Regions from separate parts of the Mus musculus genome. Here all the other regions are linked to region 1. A link is a contact called in public ChIA-PET and HiChIP or PLAC-seq data. All regions are on one chromosome and are shown on one strand. Each heading gives the region's core, a stretch centred on a gene start, on an enhancer-like site or on the middle of the called end of the contact. The rest is flanking DNA. Distances are from core to core; before and after follow the strand shown.

Region 1 (2,843 bases), core at 187-2,686:
TCTGGCATGGGGGGGGAGCTTTGCGCTGTGCGGTTGTTGGGTCCCCTCCGAAGTAGCAGGGGAGGAAGCCAAGAGGCGGGAGAGCCGTGGAGAGCGGGAACACGGGAGCGGGAAGCCTGGCGGCTGGCTGACACGGAAACTCCAGCCCCTGCCAAGAGGTCTCTATTTTGGCAGTTCAGGTCTCCAAGTCGTAGGTTTACGTGCGAACGGGCGGGCTGGCGGGCGTGTGTGTGTGTGTGTGTGTGTGTGTGTGTGTGTGTGTGTGATCGCGACTGTGAGTGTGCGTGTCTCCAGTGTCTGGCTGTGGAAGCCCTAGGGGCCACTGGTTCAACCTGGTCGGAGTCGCCTGAGTCCGCAGAGCCTCCTGCCCAGCGGCGTTGCGATCGCCGATCGGCACGGGGTGGGGGCGGCGCCGCAGTCACTAACGGCCTCTCCACTGAGGCTAAGCTGGCCGGGGCTGACCGAAAGCGCCTTCCCGCCCGCCGCCGCCACCACCGCCGCCGCCGCCGCTCACTTCTGCTTGTGACCTCTGGAGCTCAGACTCCTCACAGTTCCCAGGCTGAGACACACGCACCCTTCCTGGTCTCCACCACCCTTGATGCCCCACGCGGGCAAACTTTTCGAGCTCTCGCCCCGCGTCCCAAGAAGCGGCGCCATCGACGTACCTGAGGTCCGGCGCTCCTCCGGTCGCCCGGGCGGGTCTGGTGACCCAGGCTCTTCGGATCTCGGTCGGCGGGTGGTCCCCTCGCCGTCTCAGAGCCCGAGACACGGGTCCCCAAGGGCCGCCGGACCGCCTTCTCCTCCCCCCACCTCGAAATCGGGGCCCCGGCCGGCGGCGCCGGGAGCTGGGCGCCGCGGAAAGGAGAAGTGGCGGCTGAGCGCAGCGCCGGGTCCGTCCTCGCGGCCGCCGGGGGCCGCCCGCCCTCCCGCCCGCCCTCCTGCTCTCCTCGGGGCCCGCCTGCCCCCGCCGGCCCGCGCCCGTGACTCACCTCGGCGCCGGGGCAGGCTGGTCCGGGCGGGCGGGCGGCCGGGCGAGGCGCTGGGCTTCTCCCACACGTCCCGCCGCCGCCGCCGCCGCCGCCAATGGCAAAGTTGGAGGGCGAGCGAGATGCGAGCCCCAGGTGAGACGGCGGCGCCCCGGATGAAGAGGAACCAGGGTGCCGGCAGTGCGACGGGAGTCCCGAGGTTCCCGGGAGGCCGCGCCGAGGGAAGGGCGGCGGGGGGCACCCGCTGATGAGGAGGGGGGCGCGAGCCGCTGGAGAGCTGCGCCGAGGCTAGCGAGAGAAAGGGGAAATCGCACTGGAGACACACACAGCACACACGCGCGCACGCACGCACACACACACACACAGACACACTCACACACAGACACACTCACACACGTCCCCGCGGGCGGAGGCTGGGCTGGGCGCGCAGGAGGCAGGGCGAGGAGGGACTGAAGAGCGGGAGGGAGGGACCGACGGGAGGGACCACGGGCTAGCGGGCGGGGTGGAGAAGGGAGGCTGGGAGGAACCAGGCACCGGGGTGGAAACAGCGCCCCTCCACCCCAACCCCGCCACGGTCGCCAGCACGGCAGGGGGAGCCTTGCCAGGGGCCCGCGCAGGCTCTCCTGCCCCGCGAGCCTCGCGGCCCCCCACCTCCGCGGAGAGGTCAGAGAAGGCAGAGCCCCTCCCGAGCTCACGTCGCACGAGCTGCTTCCCTAGCGAGCACCCCCCTCCCACACTCTACTCATAATTGGCGGGGCCCGGGGCCCTCGGCTCTGACTGGGCGCTTCTCGGCGGGAAGTCCCACACAATATCCCGTGGAGCTATCCTGGGGATTCTGGAAGGCGGTACTCCGATGGCTTGCTACCTCGGCTGCCCCCCACCACACCAGCACTCCACAGTACCAAGCATGCACTGTGGCAACCAGGCAGCTTAGCAATGATGGGAAGAGATGGACAGAGGGTACATTTTGCAAACAATGTCCACCCCACCCCCACCCCACCCCACCCCTTGGAGTCTCTGAACAGAGATTTCCTGGATTGGTGTGACCAGAGAGTTGCAGGAAAGTCTGACCGCTTGGGGGGGCCAACACAGCAGGTGTACAGTCAGCCAGAACTGGGGTTCAGGGAGAGAGCCTACACCCCACATTTTCGATATAAAGTCAAGCAATGGCTGTCCTTGAGCTGCCCACTTCAACCCATTTGCACTTTTTCTCCGTATCCACACCAGTCCCCATCTGGTACCACAGCTAAGGTCCTGGGAAGGTGTCTTCTGGAAATTGTCATTTCTCACAGCTCTATGCTGACTAAAGCGAGGGTGGGGAGGGCTGCGGGAGAGGCACGCAGGGGGCGGGGCGTGGTGGGAAAGCAGAGAGACATGACCTTGGCAGAAAGCCGCTGGGGGTGGGGAGCTCCGGGGGAGGAGGGCCCTTTGAGAGATGGCCAAAGGGGCTTCAGGTCAGGATCTACTCAACCACCTCCAAAAGCCTGCTTCATCAGCTTTGGAAAAGATGATCCTGGCTCAGGGCTTGGGTAGTGGGTGGCATCATCAAAAACGGGTGTGGATCACAGGTTAACAGTAAAAGATCTAGAGGCTGCACTAGGGTCCTGGCTCCTGAAACCTCCTTGTTACTCATAGACAGACAAGTCCTGGAAGCAAGGACCAAGAGCAAATTTCCACTTCTTTTTCTTTTACAAGTGAGCACATTCTCTTTAGGAGAGTCTAGATTCTGGAAAAACACAGCTTTCTGTTGGACTCCAGCCTCTGAGGCTCTCCTTTCTAGTTTGGGGCAGGTCTCAGACAGCTTCGAAGCTCACCAAGGCCAAAGTGGGTACAAAAACTAAAACAGTAAGCCTCACA
Region 2 (2,843 bases), core at 104-2,603, 250 kb before region 1:
CTTTGTCCCTAAGTAGCCCTTCCCATACCTCCTCTACCTCTCCTTCTTTCTTCAATATTCAAATATTACTCACAGGAAGGAACAAGTAACCCTCTGGCTGGGGTAAGCTGTTCAGGGCATTCTGGAAGCATACACACATTGTATTTCCACAAAACAGATTTCCCCTAATCAAACCTTCTGTAACTTCTGGAGTCCGAAATGAAATCTTCTGGCTGGTCTAGTTTAACATTTGTGAGCCCACATCATATTGTAGATAAAAAGGCTTCCTTAAACAGGAGAGATCCTGGGATGGTTGGCAACTGATGCTGGGGTTGGGGGTGGCTGAGGGCGGTGGCAGCAGCTAAGAAAAGTCCCTTGGGGGCTTTCTAGGACATTTCACCAGTATCATAGCTCCATTCAGCATCCTGGATTTCCGGGCCTCGCCTTTCCCAGCCACTGTCATCCTCCTCTTCTCTCAGGTGCTGGGCTGTGTCCTCTACTTACTGGCACCACATGCCCCATGCTGGCAAGAATGAGGCGGAAGCCTGCAGCCCGATGAGCAAGAAACAACCAGCCAGAGAGCATTCCCGAGCTAGAGAGGGCAAAGGTCCAAAAGGGGACTAAGAGCCTAGCAACAAGATGGAAAGGTGTAAGGCTTGGGAAAGGGGAGGGGGCCCCAGAGGTGCAAAGATCACTTCCTTTGTGTAAAACTAACCTGGAAAACAATCTCCCCCCTCCCCCCGCCTCCATAAACTGACCCAGCAGAAGAACACAGACTAGGAAGGGGGACCCAACCTGGGAGAAGGAAAATTAAAATCCGTCAGAAAGCAGCGACCTGGTTCAGCAGCTTAGCGCCAGAAGCCAGGGCTGTGCAGCGGGCTCGTCCTCAGGAGGCCCGCCCTGCCTCCGCCACGCAGCCGACCACCGCCCCAGGCTGGCTGGGACGCGCGCCACATCCACACGCACACGCGTCCACACGCTCGTACACACTCACACACGCCCCGCCACGTGTAGTCACCCCCGGCCAGGGGCTCCGTGGCTGGCGAGCTGAGCAGGGCGGTGCCAACGTCCCTGGGTCCCGGCGGAGCTGAAGGGGGATGCAGCCCTCCAGAGAGCCGAGCCCCGGAGACCCCCACCCCCACCCCTTGTTACCTGAACAAGGGACACTGAACTCGGCCGGCAACTGGGGGCAGAAAGTGCACACTGTCCCGGGGGATCTCGTCAGCAGCCAGAGGTGGTAGCGACTTCTCCCTGACAGGGAGGGTGCCTCCTCCTGACAAGGGGCCCCAATAGTCGGGGCCCTAAACCAGCTGTGGCAACCGCCCACCGCTGGCGGAATGGAACGCTCCTCACGTCACCAGGTCGCTCCAGTAGTTGCTCGTCCTCCATTGGCTAAACGATCACAATGTCTCCATCCCGCCCCCAACGCGTACTACCATTGGCTACTTCGAACGTCACTCCAGAATCCCTCCGCCCACTCCCCCCACCCATCTCCTTGCTACAAGCCCACCTGCCAAGCTCCAGCCAGCTTCTCTCTGGGGTCTGAGCACCAGGACGCGAAGTGTTCTCGTCTATTAATATAGTTACGCAAAAGCGGAGGCGTAAGGTGGTGTGGACCGGACAAGGGAGGAGCCAAGAGCAGCCTCCCCACAAACACACTGAAGCAACACTAGCTCACAAATCCGGACTCTAACCCTGAATTCCGTCTTACCCTGGGCCTCTCCACTGCCGTTTGCCTTTAAATTGACCAAGGTCTGTTCGTGGGCATCTTAACGTTACATTCTCTGCCGCCTAAGTCCCATTCAGAAGCCTCGGACTCCCACGCAATCTCGAGGGCTTTCAGAACAGAAAAAGAATATGAAAAGAGATAACCATATCTGAGAATGTCATTTTGTGATATTGAAAACAAGTCATTGACATTAAGGAAGTTGGAGGAACTCCACTGAGACAACATAAATATTTCCAGGTAGATAATGATGCAAAGATTGCCAAAAGGTAGTTAATTTCTATTTTCTATTAGAATTTGAGATCTTGTTGGGTGTGGTGAAGCTAAGGCAAGAAGATTTGAAGCCACCCTGGTCTGACATTTGAGTTCCATGCCAGCCAGGGCTACATAGAAAGATCCTGGTTCAAATGCACAAAACAAAAGAACTGGAGATATTATGATAACAAAGGGAGGGGCATCCAAGGCAGAATTTTCATACATCAACCAGATTGATTCTTTCCTTCTGGTGCCTCCTGGCAGTTAGTTACTGTTACTGAGCCTCTGCTATCAACGGCTAGTAACACCATTTAGAAAATTGAGACTGGAGTGGGGAAAACAGTTGAGAATCACACTATTATATTATATTATATTATATTATATTATATTATATTATAGGGTGGATGTTACAAGGCACCAGATCTGTTTCCACCAGTATGACTGGTTCTTACCTTCCAAATAATATGAGGGATGTTTAAAAGTGACCTCTCCTTACCTACCACACTATGTTATCAACCCAGGTTTCCTAGAGCTTGACCAAAGTTTTCCTAGGGTTTCCAATAATAGTTGGAATTAGTTCAGAAGTGACTGCCAATGCTCTCCCAAAGGCAGCTTTGTGGTAGTTTTAATGAGAGACCACATACATGGTCAAGAATTATTATTCTTGGGCTGGTGAGATGGCTCAGTGGGTAAGAGCACCCGATTGTTCTTCCGAAGGTCCAAAGTTCAAATCCCAGCAACCACATGGTGGCTCACAACCATCCGTAATGAGATCTGACGCCCTCTTCTGGAGTGTCTGAAGACAGCTACAGTGTACTTACATATAATAAATAAATAAATCTTTAAAAAAAAAAAAGAATTATTATTCTTTTATAGTATTTTG
Region 3 (2,843 bases), core at 218-2,717, 200 kb before region 1:
GAACTCTGGGCTAGAGTTTTAGCAACATTTAAAATTGACTGGGAGGGGAGCAGTGAGCAGGATGTAAAGTAAAAATAAATAATTTTTAAAAAATTGTCCTTAAGCCCACTGGAAAATTGTGTCTATGAAACCATAGAAAATATCTGCTTTGTTCAACAATGTATCAATAACTCCTAAAAACCTGGCACATAGTCAATGATTAAAAAAATTTTACTGAATGAATAATGAAAAACAAAAACAACTATCAAATCCCATATTCAATTCTGGGACCACAAAGACTAGAAAGTATTATTTTATTTAAGAATTTTAGAGCATTGCCGATTACCATAAGAAATTTCAGTGCAACCGTTGGAGAAAACAAAATGGAAATGACCTAAAAGAAATGGCAATAATGTTTTTATGCAAGAAGTCTCAGGCTGGTCAAAAGCATTTGACACCCTCCCCCCAACCCTGACAACCTAAATTTAATCCCCTGCAGCCAGATGGTGAAAGGAATTCCTACAGGTTGTCCTGATTTCCGCGTGTGCAATGGCATGCGTACACACGCGCGCGCACACACACACGCGCACGCACACGCAAATGCACTCACACACATAGATAGGTTTATTATTTACAAATTATGCCAGACGTGGTACCACAAAAGCATGTAATCTCAGCAGGTCGGGTGCTAAAGCAAGAGGATCACCAATTTAAGGCTAGCCTGTCTCAAACAAGAAAAAAAAAAAAAAAAAAAAAAAAGCAAGAGTTGAGAAACTGCAGCCTCATGCCTGTGCTGCAAGCAGTTTACTAGTGAGCTATGGACCGGATAAAATAAGATTGTGTGTGCGTGCATGTGTGTATGGGTCCTACTATGTTGCACCGGATGGAGCAAGAAGAGATCTTTCTGCCTCATAACACATTCTCGAGTGACATTTTCTTGTATAGGAAAAGGGGACAATGAGCTGTAATCACAGGTACACCGGCTCAAAAAGAATTTCTCTTCAGATGGATAGAAACTTGCTACGTTCCCGTCCCCTTGATCTGGCAGGAGTCCAACACAGTCTGGGGCTGGCCAGTCCAGAGCTGTGCGACAGAGTCCAACGGGGCCTGGCCCTGGAGGCTTTGTTTTGGTTTGATTGGTTTTGGTTTTAGCTCCGTCCCTGACAGCGCAGCACCCTCGCCCTCACCACACTAATCTCGGACCGCAAGAAAACCGAATGCCAGGGAACCAATACCGCCAACCTAAATAAAAACCTCTCAGAAGAATGGGGACCGGCAAGTCCCACCCACCGGCAGTGCGGACCAACTGGCAGGCAGCCGGCTTTTCCATCGACCAATCCTGGAGCGCCTACAATACTTTGCAAGCCTCCCCCTGGGCGGAAATGACGCGCGTTGTCGCGCGTGATTAGCGGAAGCAAAATTTGCTTTGCGGCAGGCAAGGAGCTTGCTCTCTCTTTGGTTTCCGTTCCTGACCCATGTGAGTTACCGGCGACAGCGATGAACTCTATCAAAGCTACGAAGGGGTAAGACGTAAAAGGGAAAGGAGATTCCCGGGTATTTTTGAGGGCTGAATTTCCTGTATTTAGGGAAGTGGAAGCCGAACTGCTGTTTGTTAGAGATTCGCCTCCCCAAACCCTGCCAGTAGTTAATGTATCGGCTAGGAATCCTAAAGTCCCTTAATTTAAATTGGCTTTGCTCCTCAGTTTCTCGGCTCTTAAGTTGCATCGCTGTTAGGTCTGATGGTCGTCCGACTCTTGGCAAAGTTACTATTGATTTCCCTTTATTTGTCACGTGCGCATTTTCTGCCTCTGCCACGCGCAACATGCGCCGTCTGTGAGAGTGCCAAGTTGTGCCAGACCTAACAGGTATTTCATGTTACCCCTCAACGTTAGAAAAATCTAAATGTAGTCGCTTTGGTAATGTTTGCTTAGTAAATACCGAGATCCACTGTTAAGTAATAGTAGGTTTTTCCTAAATTCTAATCACCTTAAACACCCATTTATACAGTTGGTTTCAACCATTACCCTACGTCCTCAGTTATGCGAACAAATTATCAAGATTACATTTTTAATAAGTTGCACTTAATCAAGGCACCTGACCGGTGGGAGATCCATAGAAGCATTAATAGAATGTTTTCGAATGTTTAAAAGGTTTCCCAGTTGGTGGCGGCACACGCCTTTAATCTCAGCACTTGGGAGGTAAAAGCAAGCCAATCTCCAAGTGTGAGGTCAGGCTGGTCTACAAAGCGAGTTCCAGGACAGCTAAGGTTACACCGAACAACTCTTGTCTCAAAAAATAAAATAAAATACACGTTTAAATAGTTAATAGGAAACTGCCTTTGCCTCAAAAGACAGCAGTAGCGTCAGTGGGAAATTGAAGCATAGTAAGTAACAGAAGTGCAGGGTCAGCCACTAACCAGTGTTGTCTTTCCCATGCCGATATTGTCATCTTGGAAGTGATGCCTGACCCCCTTCTAAAAACACTTTAACTAATTACCTTCTGTTTTGTTTTTTTGCACCTCTTCTCAGATAAGAATACTCAGAACTGAGCAAACAGATATTTGTTTAGATCAATAGTTCTCCACCTTCCTAGTGCTGCTCAACCCTTTACTACAGTTCCTCATGTTCTGGGGTTCATGACCACCTCCCAAAACATAAACCATAAAATTACTTTCCTTGCTTCTTCATAACTGCACTTTTGCTACTGTTATGAATTGTAACATGAATAATGTCTGAAATGCGGGATATCTGACACATGACCCATGGGAATGGACCTTTTGCCCCCCCCACACACACACACACCCCTGTGGGTTTTGACCCACAGGTTGAGAACTGCTGGTTTAAAAGAAGAGTTATTTCATGTGC
Region 4 (2,843 bases), core at 142-2,641, 170 kb before region 1:
TGGTGAATCAGGAACTAGAACCTTAGGCTAACTTGGAAGTCAAAAGTCATACAATTTTTTTTCTCCCAGAATTTCTGAGTGGTAACTGTGTGTGCTCTTACCAATAGTCCTCAGGAAGTACCTGGGACTGGCTGTCAAGGGAAATAAATATAATGAGTAGTGTTCAATGCCCAAAGGACATTTTTTAACTTATGCACTGGCTTGAGATTGTCCATAATCCGCTCCGCTAGCTGTCACTTAAATCGGTAGCCAGTGAAGGGGAATGAGGAACCTCTACCTCCTCCTGCCTCCATTTAAGATACCTCAACATTCTTTCACTCTTAAGCACAAAGCTGCCATCTCTGTGCAAACCAGTTCCCAAATCGAAGCACCAATAAGTGGACAATTCCGGGTCTACTTTCTCGGGACCCTTCTGCGCGATGTTTGCGCCATACAACACTAAAGTGATGCAAGCCACCCCATCCTTCGAAGGCGAGGGCAGACGCTGGAACATGACATAAACGACGCCCACTCCCCGTTTTCCAAGCCCCCAAACGGATTCAATTGTTGTTTCGTGGGGCTCTTTTTTTTTTTTTTTTCCTTTTCTTCCTCCGAACCTCCGAAGTGTTCTTCCTTCCTATTGGCCAAAGCTGCCCCTTGACGCCACCCCGGCTTTGCTTACTGATTGGTCGGCTCTGGATGTGCCCAAGCCTTTTTCCCAGGGTGTGGCGCCCCCCTCCCGCCCCCAACAGGGTTCTGACCCCTGGCTCCTCCCTTCCCCCAACCCCCCCTCCCGTTCCGAATGGTACCGCCCTGGCTCGGCTCCCCCATGGCCCGGCCGCTGCCCTTAGGGCCCCCGGACGGGGCGGGGCACATTGGGGACGGGCAGAAGGCGGTGGTGGCGCCTTCCTGCCGAGCCCGAAGCCACCCCCGCCACCCTTCTACAACCCTCTTAGGTTCCACTTTCCCTTGAGCAGTTTTCGCCCTCCTTAGTAGCCCTGTCCCGTCTGTTGCAGCCCCCACTGGTCTTTTGGTCATCCCAAAGGGCAGCTTTCAATCCCAGCCCTCCGCGCTTGATACACGCCCATCAGCCTCCACCCTTGGGTTCTCGAAAGGCTTTCTCCCCGAGTCTGTACACCCTTCCCCTCCGGGTCCCTCTTTCTAGCGGACTGTCCATCCATCCCCGGGACCTCCCTCCCTGTGTGTGGCCGTTCCTCCCAGCGGCCTCCACTTCACGGTGTCCCCTCCCCTTCGTGGCCAGCGTGGTGGAGCACTCCTGCCCCCCCCCTTTCTCTGTACCCCCGCGCTCTCTTATGCTGTCCCTTCACGTCCCACTCTAAGTCCCTCCCACGCCATTCCCCCCACACACACACTCACACACCCCTCCCTGCGAGTCGTCCCCTGGCGCCCCTCCCCTAGCCCCCGCTTGTCTATGCCCCTCCCACACACCCGGTCCTTTTGTCTCCTCTTTGGTCTCTAAGTCCCCCGCCCCTCCCTCCCGCCCGCCCTCGCTCCCCGCGAGCACGCTCTTATCTTCCCCAGGTCCGGGCGCCCCGCCCCCTGGCCGCGCCCCGCCGGCTCCCCTCCCTCCCGCGGCCCCATCTCCACCCTCGGCGCTCCGCCCCCCCCCCCCCCCCCGCCAATCCCCGGTGGCTCGGGGCCCTCCAGCCGGGCCCACCTCCCTCGTTCCCTGGTTCGCTCCTCCCGCCACAACCTCCGCAGATCCCAGACCCACCCTTTTCGGGCCGCGGGCTCGGGCTCCCGCGCGTTCTCCCCACACTTGCACTCCTCCCTCCGCCCTGCTTTGCTACCTCGCCCAGGCCCCAAAGTCGCCCGGTCCGGGACACGGTGCAACCCGCCCTCGGGGAAGCCTCTTTCTTTGCAATGGTGCGGGCACCGCACGATCGGACCCACAGCCCTAGGAGCACAAACCCAAACTGGGCCAGTCCTGGCCGCCTTTACATAGTCCGGCTCTCGGAACCCGCCCGGGACCTTGTGCCCGTCGGAAGAGTATAGGGACCTGCTGAGCGCGGCTCCTCTGGCCTGCCCGGCGCGCCCAGGGGAGACACTGCGACCAGAATGCCAGGGATGTCTTTACCCAAAGCCTCCTTCAGTCTTCACCCAAAACCTGTGCATTCAGTAGGCTGCTCCCACCTGAGGTCTCGCGCTCAGCGGGCCTAGGTTGAGATGCTGTACCGAAAATCCTCCCAGCATCAGGGGCTGTAGTTTAGTTATGGTCCATCGGGCTCCATCAGTGAAAACAAGTGATAAGCCCTGACCACCCAGGGAGACAGGGGGCATGCACTTCTCAGCCTAGTGCTTTGTATCAACTGTCTGCAGGTGGAGGGCCTGGAACTAAACTCTTTCATCTCAGGTGAGGGTTGTGTCTTAAGTAGAGAACCAAGCCACAGGCCAATAACTAAAAAATATATCTGTTCCATAATGCCGACGTTGGCGGTATCTCTCCCCTGAACCTCTTCTGCCAAAACCTTATTTACGCAGCAGACTGGAAGTTCTTTGAAGGAGGTCCCTGTTCCTCACCCTAGCTCACTCAATGGATCTCTTGTGATTGGCAGATAACTGGATGTGTTTGTTAACTGCCCGCCTTTGTGACTTAAGGTTGTAAACTGGCAAGGGCCAGGACCAGTTGGGGATTACTAGCTTGCGCCAGGCACAGCATGGTGCCCAAAGGGATGGACAAGCAATGGTGTGTAAAGCTGATGAAAGTACTTATGCAGGAGGCAAATGCCTGCCTCTGGGTCTCCAGAACTGTTCCGGAACTGCACCTGAGTGAGGGAGAAACTAAGGAAGCTGCTTTAGCTCGTCTGCAATCCAAAGCAGAGCTAGTGGCGCCAGGTATATAG
Region 5 (2,843 bases), core at 248-2,747, 140 kb before region 1:
CTTAGAAGTCTAAATCCTCATTTCTAGCATTAGAAAAAGAAGCTTTGAATGCCTTCCGTATATGCCAGCCTTCTTGTGGGCACTAAGCTGTGATGTTAAGATCATCTCCATTGTAGCCGGGCAGTGGTGGCGCACGCCTTTAATCCCAGCACTTGGGAGGCAGAGGCAGGCGGATTTCTGAGTTCGAGGCCAGCCTGGTCTACAAAGTTGAGTTCCAGGACAGCCAGGGCTATACAGAGAAACCCTATCTCGAAAAACAAAAACAAAACAAAAAAATCATCTCCATCACTTGAATACTTATGACCTAGCACAGGTGACAGAAACAATAAAACATGCTACCAAAACTATGGCAACGAGAATTAATAAAGAATCATTCAGCCATTTGAAGTGGCGAGCTAGAGGGACTTGGGGGAGAATATGGCTGCTTAATCTGACCCCGAAGCACAAACCCCATTCTAATCTCTATTACCATCTCCCTGCGTGAGCTCAGCAAATGATTAAGCCATCTGGGTGGCCTCAGTTTCTCCACCTTCAAAATGGGAGCCATAAACTGAGCGAAGCTGCTTGTGTTTTTGAAATGCTGAAGGAGCTCAATCAAGTTCAAAGCCAGTGTGGGCTCCGTGGTGAAGTCCAGACCAGTCTGAGGTACCTAGCAAGACTCCGCCTCAATAAGTAAATAATTAAATAGAAAAATAAAACAATCAGGGGCGGTAATCTGTGAAGTCAGGCCCCTGCGTGTCTGTGTCTTGTGTAGCCTACCTCTCATTTTGTTTGGACCCCACATTCAACATGGACCCCTGCAGCGAGCTGAGGGAGAGTATAACAACGATTTCCTCGCGATCCCAAGTAAACACGGTGAAGAGCCGAAGACTAAGGAAAATTGAGATTGAGAGGCTGAGGGAAGTTACAAGGGAGATTCAGTTGTGCGCAGGATGTGCGTGGCCCCAAAGGAAGAGGAGAGGAGAGTTCAGAGTTTAACTTCTCTTCTGACTTAACTAACCACCTTTATGTATCAAATAATCCTTCCAAAACCTTTCCTCTCCTCCACCTTTGAAGCAAGTCCTCTACCCAACCCCAGCAATCTATCTTGAGGACCAGGGAACTGAGCTGCCCTTTCCGACCTCTTCCTCTCATTGATTGGCATCACCTTCATTTCTCTAAGGAGTCCAGCGGAGCATCTGCCTGCACTTTTTTTGTTGTTGTTGTTAAAATTCCAATCCCACTTTAGGGGAGACGATTGCCAGCTGCATTCCGTTTTGTCTTCGCTGAACAAGGACAGAGTTCCTTTTACTGGCCCTAAACTGCTCCCTGTAGAGCTTCAGCGGGGCTAGAGAGCTCCGGTCCTGGACTGGGCCAAGCAGGCTGCGCTGCCACTCCAGGATTTCCTGCACTTGGAGAGGCGAGGTCGGCTCGAACTTCGGCCTGTGGAGAAGGCAACTCCGCATCTCTTTAAGATGCAGAAACTCCCAGCCCACGCCCACACCCACGCCCCTCGGGCCACCCCCGCCCGCCTTAGGCTCCTCCCACAGCCCTCGGTGTCAAGGGCCTCCCAGCCACCTGCCCGATGCACATCCCGCGAGCAAAGCACGACCGCGGGAGAAGGAAGCGGAGATCGTGCCCACACCAGCCGGGCGCTGACTACTGCCAGCAGCTCGCTTTCCCCGGTCGTCTGCCCTTACCCAGCATGCACTTCCAGGCCCTGAGCTATCTTGGAGCCGCAGCCCTTGGGGTCAGAGCGGCCAGAAGAAACAGGAAGTTTGGGACGGTCTTAGTCCTGGGGCAGGGAGTCCGAAAAGGCAGGCCCTTCGCTCCGCGCTGCCCACCCTCCCCACCGCCCATCGCCGGCCCTCTCCATCTGGCACTTCCCTGGGGTCCGTTTCGGGGGCTGGCCTGAACTCGAAAAAAATCCAGATGTGTTAGGGGGGTCATTCAAGGCACAATCCCAGGCTTCTCTTCGCAGTAGCATCTTTAGGTATAAAGATCGAGGGTGTACAGGAAGGGAGAGAATGCCCTGGTCCTGATGAAGTGGTAGTCCCAAGGGTAAGGAAGGAGAGAGGCGATAGATTTGGGTAAGGGTAGTGACTAGAGATTCATTTCCCACGGACCGTCTCTTGGATAAGGCAATGGTTAGAACCCAGTGCAGAATCCAGAGATCATTGCTTCCGCCCTCCATCCAGCTAGTTAGCTTCTCTCCATATTAACTTTAGAGACGTTCCAGCCCATCAGGGACCATCTCACAAGTCAGCACTGCCATTCACTAGAAGCACTTGGCAAAATAGAAGTGACCCCTAATGCAGCCCTATTCTTAGTGCAGAGAACACAAAGCACATGCCCATTGAAGGTGATCTCCATCCACAGCATTTGGACAGGCAGAGAGGACTGGATTCTCTGTCCCGGGGGTCTCTCTCTCACTCCCCACTCCTAAGTCCCTACTAGCTAAACCAATGACACCACCAACTTCAATCCTCACGTTGTCGTCTCCCCACCCCCACCCCCAACTGAGAGAGGTTTGGGTAGCAGTTGCTCCCAGTGAGCTGTTTTGATCCCAGCATGCCATTTGGCCAATCCTCTTCTGGTTGTGCAGACAGGCCCTCTGTGCCTCTGCTTGGAAACACTGGTTCTCTTCCCACAACCTCACTCTTCAATCCAAAACCCGCTTCCTTGCTCACTAGACATGCCCAAGTTCTCCTGGATGATTTCCTGAATCTTCCTAGCTTTGTCTCGAGGAGGGGGCCAGGGCGTGACAAAGGTGCAAGTCTTAAATGGCTTGAAAGTAAGACTGTGACGGTAATAATTCAAGGGTTTTAGAACGGTTGTAAAGTGAGAGTATTACTGGCATAGTT

What was found. ChIA-PET counts read pairs in DNA pulled down with a chosen protein or histone mark. HiChIP or PLAC-seq counts read pairs in DNA pulled down with a chosen protein or histone mark.
Region 2: an H3K27ac HiChIP or PLAC-seq map of microglia shows a contact between it and region 1, with 6 times the contacts expected there. The contact joins the promoter of Zdhhc9 here to the promoter of Elf4 in region 1. A contact is called at or near these places in 4 of 39 promoter capture datasets (the C10 cell line, embryonic stem cells, hippocampal neurons and 1 more), 1 of 115 datasets of contacts at active chromatin or transcription factors (microglia) and 2 of 9 other capture datasets (adipose tissue and liver).
Region 3: an RNA polymerase II ChIA-PET map of memory CD8 T cells shows a contact between it and region 1, with 151 read pairs. The contact joins the promoter of Utp14a here to the promoter of Elf4 in region 1. A contact is called at or near these places in 3 of 39 promoter capture datasets (the C10 cell line, hippocampal neurons and pre-B cells), 2 of 484 Hi-C or Micro-C datasets (bone marrow-derived dendritic cells and nephron progenitors), 5 of 115 datasets of contacts at active chromatin or transcription factors (the SCID.adh cell line, embryonic forebrain, embryonic stem cells and 2 more) and 3 of 9 other capture datasets (adipose tissue, liver and pancreatic islet).
Region 4: an H3K27ac HiChIP or PLAC-seq map of microglia shows a contact between it and region 1, with 7 times the contacts expected there. The contact joins the promoter of 9530027J09Rik here to the promoter of Elf4 in region 1. A contact is called at or near these places in 14 of 39 promoter capture datasets (the 3T3-L1 cell line, the C10 cell line, the HPC-7 cell line and 7 more), 12 of 484 Hi-C or Micro-C datasets (CD4 T cells, Th1 cells, differentiating embryonic stem cells and 2 more), 4 of 115 datasets of contacts at active chromatin or transcription factors (embryonic stem cells, memory CD8 T cells and microglia) and 3 of 9 other capture datasets (adipose tissue, liver and pancreatic islet).
Region 5: a contact with region 1 is called in an RNA polymerase II ChIA-PET map of memory CD8 T cells, with 45 read pairs. The contact joins the enhancer-like site here to the promoter of Elf4 in region 1. A contact is called at or near these places in 3 of 39 promoter capture datasets (cranial neural crest, embryonic stem cells and pre-B cells), 2 of 484 Hi-C or Micro-C datasets (both in embryonic stem cells), 1 of 115 datasets of contacts at active chromatin or transcription factors (memory CD8 T cells) and 1 of 9 other capture datasets (liver).

Annotation. Positions count from the first base shown.
Region 1 is chrX:48,452,883-48,455,725 of GRCm38.p6, forward strand. It overlaps Elf4 (E74-like factor 4 (ets domain transcription factor)), which reads right to left and starts at 1,437. Exons shown (of 9, transcript NM_001381876.1): 1 at 990-1,437.
Region 2 is chrX:48,207,349-48,210,191 of GRCm38.p6, forward strand. It overlaps Zdhhc9 (zinc finger, DHHC domain containing 9), which reads right to left and starts at 1,354. Exons shown (of 10, transcript NM_172465.4): 1 at 1,132-1,354.
Region 3 is chrX:48,255,467-48,258,309 of GRCm38.p6, forward strand. It overlaps Utp14a (UTP14A small subunit processome component), which reads left to right and starts at 1,468. Exons shown (of 15, transcript NM_028276.1): 1 at 1,468-1,502. The coding sequence starts at 1,477. Gm39511 (a long non-coding RNA gene) reads right to left here and starts at 1,326. Exons shown (of 3, transcript XR_882302.1): 1 at 1,270-1,326.
Region 4 is chrX:48,284,035-48,286,877 of GRCm38.p6, forward strand. 9530027J09Rik (RIKEN cDNA 9530027J09 gene) reads right to left here and starts at 1,392. Exons shown (of 4, transcript NR_045916.1): 1 at 1,361-1,392.
Region 5 is chrX:48,313,269-48,316,111 of GRCm38.p6, forward strand. No RefSeq gene overlaps it. Among named protein-coding and RNA genes, the nearest start is that of Bcorl1, 27 kb to the right of the region's middle. Within about 2 kb of position 1,498, at least 256 of the 459 cell types and tissues checked have an H3K27ac peak or open chromatin away from gene starts, as enhancers often do. A contact at or near this core is called in liver and memory CD8 T cells, where this site is marked.